2 separate regions of the Sus scrofa genome follow, and region 1 is linked to region 2. The links are chromatin contacts, called in public HiChIP or PLAC-seq maps. All regions are on one chromosome and are shown on one strand. Each heading gives the region's core, a stretch centred on a gene start, on an enhancer-like site or on the middle of the called end of the contact. The rest is flanking DNA. Distances are from core to core; before and after follow the strand shown. Region 1 holds the start of FAS (Fas cell surface death receptor). Region 2 holds the start of ANKRD22 (ankyrin repeat domain-containing protein 22).

The links. HiChIP or PLAC-seq counts read pairs in DNA pulled down with a chosen protein or histone mark.
Region 1: an H3K27ac HiChIP or PLAC-seq map of alveolar macrophages shows a contact between it and region 2. The contact joins the promoter of FAS here to the promoter of ANKRD22 in region 2. A contact is called at or near these places in 4 of 47 Hi-C or Micro-C datasets (embryonic fibroblasts, fetal skeletal muscle, fibroblasts and 1 more) and 1 of 2 datasets of contacts at active chromatin or transcription factors (alveolar macrophages).

Annotation. Positions count from the first base shown.
Region 1 is chr14:100,921,548-100,928,897 of Sscrofa11.1, reverse strand. It overlaps FAS (Fas cell surface death receptor), which reads right to left and starts at 1,593. Exons shown (of 9, transcript NM_213839.1): 1 at 1,561-1,593. The coding sequence starts at 1,590.
Region 2 is chr14:100,766,497-100,773,750 of Sscrofa11.1, reverse strand. It overlaps ANKRD22 (ankyrin repeat domain-containing protein 22), which reads left to right and starts at 1,339. Exons shown (of 6, transcript XM_001928460.6): 1 at 1,339-1,674. The coding sequence starts at 1,654.

The DNA of each region.
Region 1 (7,350 bases), core at 344-2,843, 150 kb before region 2:
TGCCCATCTGGTAAAGATGTTATAAGTATAAAAGTTAAGCATAGCTCTGGGCGTTGATACCTTTGCTATGCTTACCAGCATTGTTGTCCCAAGACCTAAGAGAGATTTTCAAAACAACTAACACTGCAATAAGGCCACGGTTAATGATAAAGAGAAGAGTGTGGTCTGAGGTTGCATAAATGGTTTCTCAATTTTGAATCTTAAATTTTCTTGGAGGAAATTTCTAAAGGAGCCCAAATATGGTACATAATTTCTGAAAAATTCAGGGAGAATTCTTTTGTTTTTCTCCCCAATCTAAGATGGTTCCGGACATCACTGATTTTTCCTTTCAATTCTTGGTGTAATCTGGACATCAGGTGCAATCAACAAATGCCCAGGCTTTGGAATTGGGCCTAAATTAAATTCCAGCTCTGCCACTTACTGGTTGCACTCGGTCGAATTACCTAAGCTTTCTGCACCCCGTTTCGCCATCTGTAAAATGAATGTGAGGACATCTTCCTTACCTTGCAGCCGCTGCTGAGAATTGACTGTGATCACGTTTATAAACACTTCTATCACAGTGCCTGGCACTTTGGTGGGGCCAGCAAAATAAGAAGGCATTGCCTTTCAGAGAATTTGGAACTCAAATGAAACCAAACGTCTTTAATTAGCGACCATCAAGGTGGCATTTCCGAGGCAGGGACTCAAAAAGAGGTGGCTGCTGCTTAGGCTTCTAGGCCAAGTACCGGCTCCAGGCTCGCCACCCTGCGCAGGCGCGGTGGCAGTGGGTACCACCGCTTGAGCAGTGGGGGCAAGGTTCCTTCCCTCCCCGAGTTCAGCAAACTAAAGTGAAGAACAGGACGTTAAAAAATAAATAAATAAATAAAGGCCAAACCTAAGGTCGTGACTTACGATCGGTAGGAGAGGGATTCCCGGAAGGGAAACAGTTTCTTTTTCTGTGTCGTGATAAGAAGGTAAACAAACCTCTTGAGGCGCATTCAGCCCCAAGATAACCTTTTCAAGAAAGAAACAGTGACGTCCAAAGCCTCGGGTTTAACCATTGCCTCGGGACTGATTTACTCCCTAAATTTGTGACACGTTCAGAAAACGTGTCTTCAGAGAGCTCATATTCTCACCGTCCCACAGCTCACACATACACCCGCGCAGAGGAGGACCTTTGTGGTGACATGTAAGGACTTGTCCAGACGATCCCCTCCTCTCTCGGGTAGGGCTCTCCCTCTGGCGACCCCCAAACATCCCAAGTCCCCGCCTGCCCCCGGCTCCCACCTCTCTCCGCGCCGCGAACAGGGCCCCCTGGGGCCGCGCGGTGCTGTTTTGCCTGCCGCGCAGGATCGCCGCTTCTCCTCCAACCCCAGGAAAGACGCGTTCCCCGGTTTCCTGAGACCTCGCCCTCAAGGAAAGTCCTAGCAGCCCTGAAAAGCCAGACTGCCAAACACCAGCCAAGCCCGGACGCCCACGCGCATCCCCTTAAGGTCATCGGAGCGCGTCCTGCGCGCTCCTCTAAGCGCCAACCTCTTGACCCAGCGGGGAGAGGCCCCCGCTAGGCAGGAGAGGACTTACCAGTGACAGGAGAACCCAGATCCCGGACATGGCTGTGGAGCCTCTCCAACTGCTAGCAGAGCAGGTCACACACCCCGTGAGAAGTGACAGTCCCGCCCTGCCCCTCCCCGCGCTCCAGCCAGCTCAGGAGTAAGTTCCCCGCCAAGGGCCCGCCCCCCGCGCTCAAGCCCAGTTACTTCTCCAGCCGCTTTCTTTTCTCCAGAAGCGTCTCAGAACACCTGCGTGTGGCTCTTCTGAGAGACCAGAAAAGACCTAAAGAAATGCCCCCGGGCCCTGGGGAGGAGGAGGGGAGTGGGGTGGCAGAGGAAGCTTTTCTGGGGAACGCCGGGTTTGGGGAAGGCGCCTTTGATTCAGCAACTCAGCCTGGGCGCGGGGGTGGCGGGACGTGGTGGGGGGTGGAAGAGCGGAGAGAGAGTCAGAGTCAGGGTTTGTTGCACAAATGGGCATTCCCCGTTGGGGTTGTTTCCGCTGGCATGTCTGGTTCAGGTGAGAACCCTGAGAGCCGGCTTGCTGTCTTTGCTACACTCTTTTGCCATTCAAACGGGGAAGGCTGGGGAGGGCTAGGGTACAGAGCGCAGACTTCCCGCCTCCTTGCAGGAGCCAGGGCCAACTGCCGGGAACTCAGAGAAGACCCAGCCTTCACTCAGCTCCGCGTGCCTGTAGGGGTGGGAACAGGAGAGTCTCACAGGAGCGCCGGACTAGTGTTTTGGTAGTGACAGTTATCAAACGAAAAGCTTCAGAGTGTGTGCTCTGGAGATTCTGAAGAGGGAGCACCCCTTGGCTTTTATTTCTCTAGAGGAGAGGGAGGCTAACTCCTATGACAAATCACACAGTTCCAGCCCTATTAGAAGTTCGCAATTACTTCCTCTCCTTTGTTACTCATTATTTCCTCTCTAATTTTCTTTAAAAAAAAAAAAAAAAGCACTTTTAGTGCTTTGGTTAACACTCACTCAAAGTCACTATTGTTTTGGAAAAGATGATCTGTTTAGCTAGTTCTGCAAGGATTTTACAGAAGGGAAGTTTGTATAATGGCATCATTAATGAGCATGTTTCTGAAAGTAGTTCCTAAGCTGGGAACAGATGCAGGGGTCAGTATCTCTGGCAACGTCCACATAGCTCTGCATCTCACTCTGTTGCCCATTAAGAATCTCCTTCCCCTCCTTCGGCCTGACCTGGCACTGGCTTGTTCCTTATCCGTCAGATTCCCTCTTGGAGGACATTTTCTTCTGCCAGCCTTTCCAGGCTCTAAAGCCTGGGTTAGGTCACTTTCCTAAATACTTTCACTGACCTTGTGTTTTGCCCTGCAGGATGGCCAAGTCTTGTAGGTGTTGCTTTGCCTATCTCTGCCTCAGCTCCCAACAGACTGTTAGTGAGGGTTATGAAGAAGACTCTGGCCCGAAGTTCCCATTGTGGCACAGGGGAAATGAATCTGACTAGGAACCAGGAGGTTGCGGGTTTGATCCCTGGCCTTGCTCAGTGGGTTAAGGATCTGGTGTTGCCCTGATCTGTGGTCTAGGTCGCAGATGTGGCTTGGATCCTGTGTTGCTGTGGCTGTGGTATAGGCTGTAGCTCCAATTCGACCCCTAGCCTGGGAACCTCCATATGCTGCGGGTGAGGCCCTAAAAAGCAAACAAAACAAACAAACAAAAAAGAAGACCCTGGCTGGCCAGTCCTGTTCCTACAGATCATAGCACAAAACAGAAGTGAATGGGTGGTGGCAGATGGGGGAGGGTGGAGTGGGATGGTTATGGAGACTCTGTGTCTGTGTTATCTCTGCAACATTTCTATAAACCTGAAACTATTCTGAAATTAAGATTTATTGAAACAAATCATAAAAAGAAGGAAGGAAAGAAAGGAGGGAGGAAGAGAGAAAGGAAAGGAGAAAAGAGAGAGAGAGGACAATTGACAAAATCAACATCTCTTATGAGTGCACCAGCAACTTTTACAAATGGTTTTTCCTTATTTAATATTTACCATTTTAGCCCAGTGAGGTAGATGATTATTAAACTTACTTTACACATAAAGAATTGGAGCCAAAAAAAGTTTAAGCAACATCGGCGGTTTCATTAGTCAATAAATAGCAAATCTAACAATTACATTTAGATATTCTTGTTCCTGAGGCCCTGCACTGCCTAAGATCCTCCCCATCAACACACACACCTAATTCCCTTCAAGTTCAACAAAATAATAATCTATGCCTCGTGGGGAGAAATGTGATTGATGAGCAAAGGAATGTAGAAAATTTGGGGTTGACTTAAACAGCTCTCTTAATCCAAGGCTTCTCAGAGCCTTTAACATGCTCATCTGCATTGTGAATTAGGGGCTATGATATACACTGTTCCCCAGGCTTCTTGTCTTGTTTATGGAGTCCTTGGAAGAACACCTACTGAATGAACACTTTATGGATGCTTGTGTTCTGGGGAGAACAGTTGAGACATCTCTAAAGGTCATTTTTATTTATTTATTTTATTTCGTTTTCTTTTTAGGGCCTCAGCTGCAGCATATAGAAGTTCCCAGGCTAGGGGATGAATCAGAGCTGCGGGTGCCGGCCTGCACCACAGCCACAGCAACTCGGGATCCGAGCCACATCTGTGACCTACACTGCAGCTTGCAGCAATGCCGGATCCTTAACCCACTGAGCGAGGCCAGGGATCAAGCCAAACTATGTCAGCTATGTCAGGTTCTTAACCCACTGAGCCACAATGGGAATTTCGTTATTGTTATTTATTTATTTATTTGCTTTTTAGGGCTGCACCTGCGGCATATGGAAGTTCTGGGCTAGGGGTTGAATCCGAGCTTCTGCTGCTGGCCTATGCCACAGCTGCAGCAATGCGGGATCTGAGCCTCGTCTGTGACCTACACCACTGCTCATGGCAGTGCCAGCCAGATCTTTAACCCACTGAGCAAGGCCAGGGATTGAACCTGTATCCTCAAGGGTACTAATCTGGCTCATTATCACTGAGCCACAACAAGAACTTCCAAGAACTCCATTATTTTTATTTTAATAACACATTCCTAAGGGCCTCCAAGGGCAAAGAAATACAATTTTAATGATGGAATTTTGGGCGCTCTACCAGATGTGGGAGATATTTTGGCATCCATCTGTATTTTACTCAACCATGCCATATAAGTTCAAGCTTGTCTCTTCTACTCTAAAGATATCCTTGCTATTGAACATTTCATTTCAAACAACATTTAAACATGCATCTTCCTGGAGTACCCATTGGGACTCAGCTGTAACAAATCCAACTAGTATCCATGAGAATGAGGTTTTGGTCCCTGGACTTGTTCAGTGGGTTAAGGTTCTGGTGTTATTGTGAACTGTGGTGTAGATCACAGATGCAGATTGGATCCTTCATTGATGTGACTGTGGTGTCGGTGGTAGAGGCAGCTTGGATCTGGCATTGCTGTGACTGTGGTATAGGCTGGTGGCTACAGTTCTGATTTGACCTCCTAGCCTGGGGATTTCCATATGCCGCAGGTGTGGCCCCAAAAAGACAAAAAATAAATAAACATATCTCTTCCTATTTTAAAAAGCTGGGAAGGGAGTTCCCTAATGGCTTAATGAGTTAAGGGTCTGGCATTGTCACTGCTATGGCTCTGGTTTCAGCTGTGGCATGGGTTCCATCCCTGGCCCAGAAACTTCTACATGCTGCAGGTACAACCAAAATAATAATAATAAAGCTGGGAGGAAGAAAACCCTCAATATCTTTTAACCCCCAAGATAACTTTTATTTCTTCTCCTCTAATATTTTAAAAGTCATTGTCAACCAAAATGCCCTTACTAAATAGCAACAAATTGATTTTAATACCCTCTCTGCATGTACATTCATGAATACCCTACATTTTTTCCCCTTCTTCCTGGTAATAGCACCTCTGAGCTGCCTTTGAAAAAATTGTTCCTCTTCCTCCTTCTTAGCTATTTGATGTGTGTGGCTGTATTAGTTGGGGTTCTCTAAAAAAATAAGACCAATAGGATATATATAGTTATAGCTATAGATAGGGCAATCTATAGAGTTCCATCTATCAATAGATAGATAAATAGATAGATAGATAGATAGATAGATAGATAGATAGATAGATAGATAGATGTATACATAGAGAGAAAGATGTATTTTAAGGGATTGTTTTATGTGATTATATAGGCTGGCAAGTCCAAAATCTACTAGGGTAGGCTAGCAGGCTGGAAACCCAGGGGAAAACTGCAGCTCGCCTCTAAAAGCCATCTGTTGGCAGAATTCTCTCTCTCTCAGAAGACGTCAAGCCTTTTCTTAAGGCCTTCAACTGATTGGTTGAGCCCCACACACTTAATGGCAGACAACTTCTTTACTCAAAATCTACTGTTTTAAATATTAATTCCATCCAAAAAATATACCTAGACACACCTATAATAGCACCAAACACTTGGCAACTGTGGCCTAGTCAAGGGGACACATAGACTTAACCACCACGGTGGCACTGACACCAATCCCAGGGCCTGTGCCTGTACGTAGCCGGAGAGGGGGACCGGGAGTTCCACTTGGTTAAGGCAACTGGCCCATCGTTTGGTTGTGAGCTTTGCTGGAAGCAGCAGAACACAGATTCTTTTTTTTTTTTTTTTTTCTTTTCTCCACTGTATTTGAAGTGGGAATATTTGAGGTGTTGAACTGATGAGGTTGTGAAGAGAGCTTGTGTATCTGCAAGAGCGGAAGGCAGAGTCAACCCACGCTGAGAGGAAAACCACACTAAGAGGCCAAGCCTGGCAGTATCAACCGAGACCTGGGTTGATTTAGTCCTGAAATCGAAACCTAGATTACCTGCTGTTACTCAGCTCAATACGTTCTCAATGTTTGCTTAAGCGGAATTCTTACGGCTAAAAGAATCTTAACTAATATGTCGTCAGAACTTAAGATCAGCATAAGAAATTCTCTCTTATCAAAGTTAGTTGTTACAAATTGACTGTTACAGAGTCAGGCTCAAGTAAGAGTAACAGCCTAGACAAGCCTAGGAGAGATGGCAGAACATCTATGACCATCGCTTCTACCAAAGGATTTTTTTTGTCACTAGAGGGCGCCAGATACTATATCAGCCAAAGGTCAGAAGACAATTGAATACTGTTTCTATGTAGAACTGTATTTGGGTTCTTGGCAAATGGAAGGAAAGAGGAGGGAATGCTTTGATTGGGAAATTTTGTGAATGAACCTGATCATACAGACGTTTTCATCTTCCTGAGAACATCTTATTTTTTATGAGGTTAAGAAATGATGTCGCCAAAGCACCTAGCACACTCAGTAAGTTCTAGTTACTGTTTGGCACTGTTCTACCTAAATGAGGTACCTTTACAGGGCAGGTTGCTAACTGTTAGCAGGTTGCTAACAGTTCAGGTGGAAAGAAAGACAGGCTTAGGAGTTCCTGTCATGGCTCAGTGGTTAACGAACCTGACTAGAATCCATGAGGACACAGGTTCCATCACTGGACTCGCTCAGTGGGTTAAGGATCCGGTGTTGCTATGGCCATAGTGTAGGCGGGCAGCTACAGCTCCAATTAGACCACTAGCCTGGGAACCTCCATATGCAGCGGGTGTGGCCTTAAAGAATATGAAAGAAAGAAAGAAAGAAAGATTTAAACCCTACTTCAATTACTTCACTGGCTGTGCGTATCTTTGCCTAATATTTAATCTCTCTAAGTCTCAGTCTTCTCATTAGGCAAATATGAGGGATTTCAGTGATAATAATTTGCCTGGGAGTTGGTCTTGCATTGAAAGGAAGAAAGAAAAAGAAAGAAAGAAAGACAGACAGACAGACAGGTTTT
Region 2 (7,254 bases), core at 90-2,589:
ACATATAGCAACAACAACAACAACAACAAAAAGACAAAAAGACAAAAAAAAAAAAAAAAAAAAAGTTGTAAGAATAGCTCATCGCGTTAATCAGCGGAGTAGGAAGAATTTTCCTGAATATATATGTATTATATATAGAGAGAAAGAGAGACTCAGGCCTTGGATCCTGGCCCCTGGTCTTGGCCACAAAGAACTTCAACTGATCACAAAATCACATCCATTTGCTTGGGGGTGCTTGAACACTTTCTTTCATGGGTGTGTGTGTGTGTGCAGGTGTTTTAACTCTGGGGAAGTTTAGTATTTGCTGTGATTGTGTTGAGTTCAGAGAAAATATGTGAATATTTTATATCCTATTTGGTATATAAAATGTTTACAGTGTATAAGAGATTTGGCATACTAATGTATTTGACCCAGTGACCTTGTGATTCCATTTAAAATGTGTAATAGAGTAATCGATTTTTGATTTATGATTTTAAAATTGAATATTATAAAATAATTTGACTAAATTTGAAAACACTATTAGAATGTTTAAGACAATTTAATGTTTATTACATTAGAGTAAATTTCATTTATTACATTTACAAGACTGATTAGCTGGAAAGGTTATTTCTTAGTTAAAGTGCTCATAGGAAAATCAAATATGGTGATACCATAATTGTGACCTAAACCTTTTAAGATCATTGAATTAATAGAATGTAAATGGGACTAATTCTTCCAAAAGTTTAGTTTTTTCAATATGAGTTGATCTAACTTTGCTCAGAGATGCCCTTGAAAGTGATTATGAACACATTTATGTACATAAAATATCATAGTGGATTCCCGGTGTGGCACAGTGGGTTAAGAATCTGATTGTAGTGGCTTGGGTCTCTGCAGAGGTGTGTGTTTGATCCCTGACCCAGCTCAGTGGGTTCAATGAATCGATGTTGCCGAAGCTGTGGCATAGGTCTCAGCTGCACCAGGGATTCAGTCCCCCACTGGAGAAATTCCATATGCCGCTAATGTGGCCGTAAAAAAATAATATACCTTATACATTGATTTTATTATTTTAATTTGTTTATATTAATAAAAATATCAAGGGATAATAAACTTATCTGTGCTTAAAAATAGCAAGAATCCATAGTGATGGTGTGGACGATTATTTTTCATAAAGGTCAAATCCTATGCAGACATGTATGTCTCTAACAAATAAGATTGTTTGCATGTAGCTTTTTATAATAGCCGCTGAAAACCAGATTTCATTTAGGAAATGTCCTAAACGCAGTACCCTGTTTTGAACCCTGAGTCCTTCCTGCCAGTGTGAGCACTTTCCTTCCCCTCTCATCTTTGCTTCCTTCTTTCCATGTTACCACTGGCAGAGCAGATATGACTCAGAAACCGGTTTCTCAGGGTTGTAACATTAGATGATACACCACTTGGGTCATTCATTACACTGTAAACTAATGCCCTTGTTTCATTGGGTTGGGCTCTCTGGAAGGTGTGTGGCTGCCTGGGTTACTGGAAGAAAGCTCGCAAGTGGTGGAAAGAAAGAACTTGCCACCGACCTAGGCTCCTAGGGACCTTTCTTTTGGCTGGGAAGGATTTCACTATTCATAGGAAATACCTCCAGAAGCTTCAAGAAGTTGTAGAGGTGAAGTAAGTCTGTGAAAGACCAGCATGGGAATCCTATACTCTGAGGTATGTAACTTCTCTAGAAAGAAGATTCCAAAGATGTTAAAAATCGCTGATTTGCTTCAAATGGAATCTCCTATCCCTGCTAATTAGTCTCCTTTTCTTTGACCTTTCTGTAAGAGTATGAAGTTAAAACAAAGTCCTGTGTCTAGCCTTTTTGACATTTCTAATAGTTTAAGGGAAAATTTTCTGTGAGCCTAAACCTTCAGCTAGACATGAGTAGCGTTATGTGGTATACAGGTCATGATGTCCAGATATTTGCGGGTTAATTTGTAAAATGGAGTTTATGAAAATGGAGTTAATGGAGTTGTGTTTGCTGAGGTCAAACATCCTGAGGACAAGTAAAAATTGTCCTTAGCTGGATTTTCTAAAGAAGCAAAAGATTCTAAACAAGCCTGGTTCTTTTATGGAACCGTATGTATATAGCTTGGAATTTGAAAGGAAATGCACCTCTAGCTATTACTAATAAAGACTATCCCTATATAGAAGAAGGATAAAAACAGAATATAATTTTCATATTTTGAGCTTTTGGTATTTTCATGGATATAGAAATACTTCTTCCTGTTTTGAGAGTAAGCTACCAGAATTAAATAAAATTTTTAATAGTGTTTCAAAGGAGTGTAAGAGAGTAACATTTAAACGAGAGGCTAAGAGGTGTAATGACATAGTTATTCATGGTTTGCTTCCTCTCCTCCCGTACACAAATAACCGGTCAGTCTGCATTTCATTACAGATGCTTACACGAAGTTCTTTGGGTGGTTCTTCTAATACTAAAGGCGATTTCTCAGTATTGGCAGTTATGTCTAACGCCAGGGCTGTGTGTGTGTCTGTGTGTCAGTGTCTGTGTGTGTATGTGTGTGTGCGTGTGTGTGTGTGTAGGCACAAGCACCTTTATGTAGTCAATTTGCTCTTTGATTAGTTTATAATTCTAGGTATGTCTTGCCCAGTAGGTTTAGGCTGGTGAAGAATTCACATATGTCAGGTAATATTCTAAAATGCTACTCTGGCCTTTCTTAAACCTTAGATTGCTTAAGTGCCAGGGAGAGGAACTTGTTGAAAATGCAGTTTCAAGGGCCTCCACCCAAGAAAGTCTGTTTCGCTCCGCCTGGGGTAGGGTCTAGAAACCGTTTTAGAAGAGCCTCCCAAGTGATTCTGATGTGAGCGACCAGTTTACCACCCCCCACGCCCCCCCACCCGGGGAGAAACACTGCTCTAGGCTAGTGCTTTTCAAATTTTAATGTGCATACAGATCACCCAAAGATCTTGTTTAAATGCAGATTATTATTCTGTAGAACAGGGTGGAGCCTAAGATTATGCCTTTCAACTTCCCCTATTAACTGCTGGTTCAGGACCTCGTTGTGAGCAGCCAGACTGTTGTCTAGACCCTCCCACAATAATTACTTTAAAAAAAGACGTTGTGTGAGTAGTATAATTGCTTGTTGATGGGGTGCTGATTTGGCAAGTGGTTGAGTCAAGGCAAGGCAGCATATGTTGAATTATTTATAAGTATCCATGAGAATATCCCCATAAGTGGAACGAATGTTTCACTTAACAGATATATTGAGGGGGACAAAGCAATGCAGAATATGCTATGATATTTAAAAACAAATGCAACAACCACACACCCATACACACACACAGACACAGCCTTAAAAACCCTAACTTACCTAGAGGCTCATAGGTGATTATTCAAATCTCATAATATTAAATCAAAGATAGTCCAAGGTAGTGTTAGGATAAATGGTGTTTCCATGCAACTCAGTATCACAAGTAATCCTACTTTTGAGTAACTCAAAGAGGAACTTAGACCTTGGGCTCCTATAGCATCTTATAAAAGAACAATACATTTTTAGAGAGGCGGCAAGATAAAGGAAGAGGACTTTGAGTTTCTAAGGCAGCAAATTGAGGGAAGGCAAATATGCCAGGGAGCTAGTAGAAGATAAGGCTAGTTAGTAAATGTTATTATGTAGATTACTTTGGTGCTTTCTCCGGGTTGACGAAGGTAAGTTTTGTCCTTCCTGGTAGGGAAGGAAGGGGGAGCACCTTTGCAAATTTATATCCTGCTTTTAGCTAAATAGAATGTTCTTTGTATCTGCTTCTCAATTTCCTGTCGCTCAAACTTCAGAGGTATAAATTGGGGCGCATATTCTACTATCCTTTAGAACCTTGCATTGCTAATAGTTATGCTATTTTATATATATGGCATGTATATATTCATTGAGGTATAATAACATTATGTTAGCTTCAGGTGTACAAATAATTCAGTATTTGTGTGAGTTGCAAAATGATCACCACAATAAGTCCAGTTAAAAACCGTCACCATACATAGTTACAAAATTTTTTTTGATGATAACTTTCAATATTCACTCTTAGCTGTTTTCAGGCGTGCAACACAGTATTATTTACTATAGTCACAGTGCTGTGCATTATATCCCGATGACTTACTCATTTTAAAACTGGAAATTTGTACTATTTGATCCCTTTCACCTGTTTCATACACCCTGCCCCCTGTCTCAAGCAACCGCTGATCTATTCTCTATAGTCATGTGCTCTTTTTCGTGTTTTTTAGTTTTGTTGTTGTTGTTGTTGTTGTTATTTAGATTCTACATATGAGAGCATATGTATTTGTCTTTTTCTGTCTGACTTATTTCACTTAGCATAATATCCTTAAGGTCCATTTTTGCTGCTGCAAATGACAAAAATTTGTTCCTTTTCATGGCCGAATAATTATTCCATTGTATACATTATATATATGTACCACATCTTCTTCTTCATCTTTTTTGCTTTTTAGGGCTGCACCTGTGACATATGGAAGTTCTCAGGCTAGGGTATGAATTGGAGCTACAGCTGCCAGCCTATACCACAGCCACAGCAACACAGGATCTAAGCCACATCTGCAACCTACACTGAAGCTCACATGGCAACACCAGATCCCTAACCCACTGAGTGAGGCCAGGGATTGAACCCACATCCTCATGGATACTAGTCAGATTTCTTTCCACTGTGCCACAAAGGGAACTCCAGTACCACATCTTCTTTATCCTTTATTCACCAATTGGTATTTAGGTTCTTTCTGGTATATTTTTAAGAAAGAAGAAGAGAAAAGGGAGCCTCCCAGATTCAGTCCTAAAGTCTGCAGTGGAGGGGGTGCTCCGAGCTCAGTGAGAGAGCCTTGCTTGGCATGATCACTCCCAGCTATGTAAGACAGGACTTTTAAACAGGGCTGACTCATTTAAATCCTTATCACTCATATTGACTCATTCTATTTATAATAATAACACACACTTAATGAAGGCTTATTATGTGCCTAGCTGTGTTCTCAACATTTTATGTGTATTAACTCATTTAATACTCATATCAACCGTATCAGAGTGTCCCTATGACTATCCTCAGTTTCACAAATGAAAAAACTGAGGCAAAGACAGTTTCAAGAGCTTGCCCAGAGTTATGTAGCTAAAAAGAACTTCCTGGCTACAAACTTGCATCTGGAAATATAGGGAAATTCTGCTTACAAACCTGACAAACATGCTAATTTCTTGTCCTACTGCTCTTTCTGATGGCGATGAAATATACCATAAACTAAGCTGTCTTAACCACTCTGCTTTTTTGCCAGTATTCTTCCCCACTACGATACGCTATTGCTCTTTTCCCTTCGTTAAAAAAAATAGGGTCAATTAATTCCAGGTTCCAGTGAGATACATTCTACTCCCACCCTGAAGAGAGGTGTTGCATTGCAAAGTATTACGAAATTTAGGAAGAAGGAAGATGTCAAAGAACTTAATTTATAAACCTCAGGATTTCTTATTTAGGAGACCTATAGAATCTTCTTTAGGTCCTGTTCTTGTCTGCTGGGGAAACAAGCTCTAAAAGGAATATCTACAAAATCATATTACAGTGATGTGTGCCTTTGAGCTTTGGAAAAGTCTGTCATTAAAGTTACTTATAAACAGACATACACACCCACACCCACACACTCTCTCTCTCTTAATGTTAATCCTTTAGGAATGGATCTTTTTTTCATTTTTCAGAGAGTAAGACCTTACCCTAGAAAGAGAGCACATGATTTAAAGAGGAGCAGTGTCCAGAGAAAGCCATTTAGGCTGAGTGGGGCTTTGGGGGGAGCTGGTACCAGGGGGAGGAACACTCAGGGGAGACAGAAATAGCGATGTAATGAATGGGAAGGTCATTGGATTGCAAGTCCAAAAACCCTAAGATTTAGTCCCCACTGTGCCAGGAACTTGGGGCAGTCGGGGGGAGTCATTTAACTTCTCCGAGTCAGAGTTTCGATATCTAAAAACAAGAGGGCTGGATAGGATCCAGCTTAGCACTAAACATTTTGTCATTCCACGATAAGGCAAAAGGAAAGACAAGGGCAATGGAAAAAAAAGAATCTCTCTCATAATCTTATCAACGCTCTCAATCAATTTTGTTTGAATATTGAACCCCTCACAAAATTTTGGCATTATATATTTATAATATTTATAATCTATATCGTGTATATGTGTAGTATATAACATAAACCCCAATTAGTTTCTTGATTCTTTCCTTGTGTATTTTAAGTATTTCACCAATGATAAGGCAGTCCTAAATCAAGTTTCAGGAAGGAAATGATAACTTCAGTGTATGAACAGAAACAAGAACTAAACATTTGTAAATATTGATTCACTCATTCACTCATCCATGTATTTAATCAACAACATTTTTCAATCACACACTATATTCCAGGCACATGTCAGCAGCTGGTACATAGTGAGAAATACATAAAAGTGGATCTTGACCTCTTGGAGCTACTAATGCAAAATGAATATACAAATTGAAAAAAAAAATAATGATAATAGTGAAAGGAGGAATCAAGGAAGCCAGAGAGCAAAGAGAAAGTATCTGAGAGGGGAGTATATATGTCATTATATTTGATCTGAAAGTCTCCTGTGAGATAATGACATTCAAGCTGGGCAGGAATCTCGTCTTGGGATGCACGAGGAGAGTGTCTGGGCAGGGAGCGTATGTGTGGAGAATTTGAATCGTGGCGAGCTGGGCCTATTGGAATACCTGAGCAATGAATGATAGGTAGGCTGGTGAGAGCAGTTCATCTAGGAGCAGGTGATAGGAAGTTTTATCATCCACTCAGAATTTAGAGACTCATAAAGTTGTTGGAAGGTTGACTTGCTTTTTGTCATTGCCATGCTCCAGTAATTCTTAATAATGTCAGTTTAGCAGGGTCCTCCCTGCCTTTGGCAGCCAGTTTGGCAGGAAGTCCTGGGCTCAGGAGACAAGAAGAGTGACACTACTCTTTTCTCTGGGCCCTGCGTTTTTCTTTTGGGTGGTATGAGGTAACAGGGAGATATCAGGCCTTCCAGGGGCTGGGTGCAGCAGATGCAAGCATTCTTCCTCACCTTTTCTCCTCATGCTTGAAGGCAAAGGCTTTCTGGCCCTCTCCTGGTCCTCTTCACCGACCTCAGAGCTTCTCAAGTACGGTAATGAGGCTTCTTTTGCTTCCCGGGGGAAAAAAAAAGTGAAGACAATATCACTTTCTCAAGAAGAATGTGTTGGAGAAAGAATAGAAAACAGATAAGTGTGTGCCCTGCC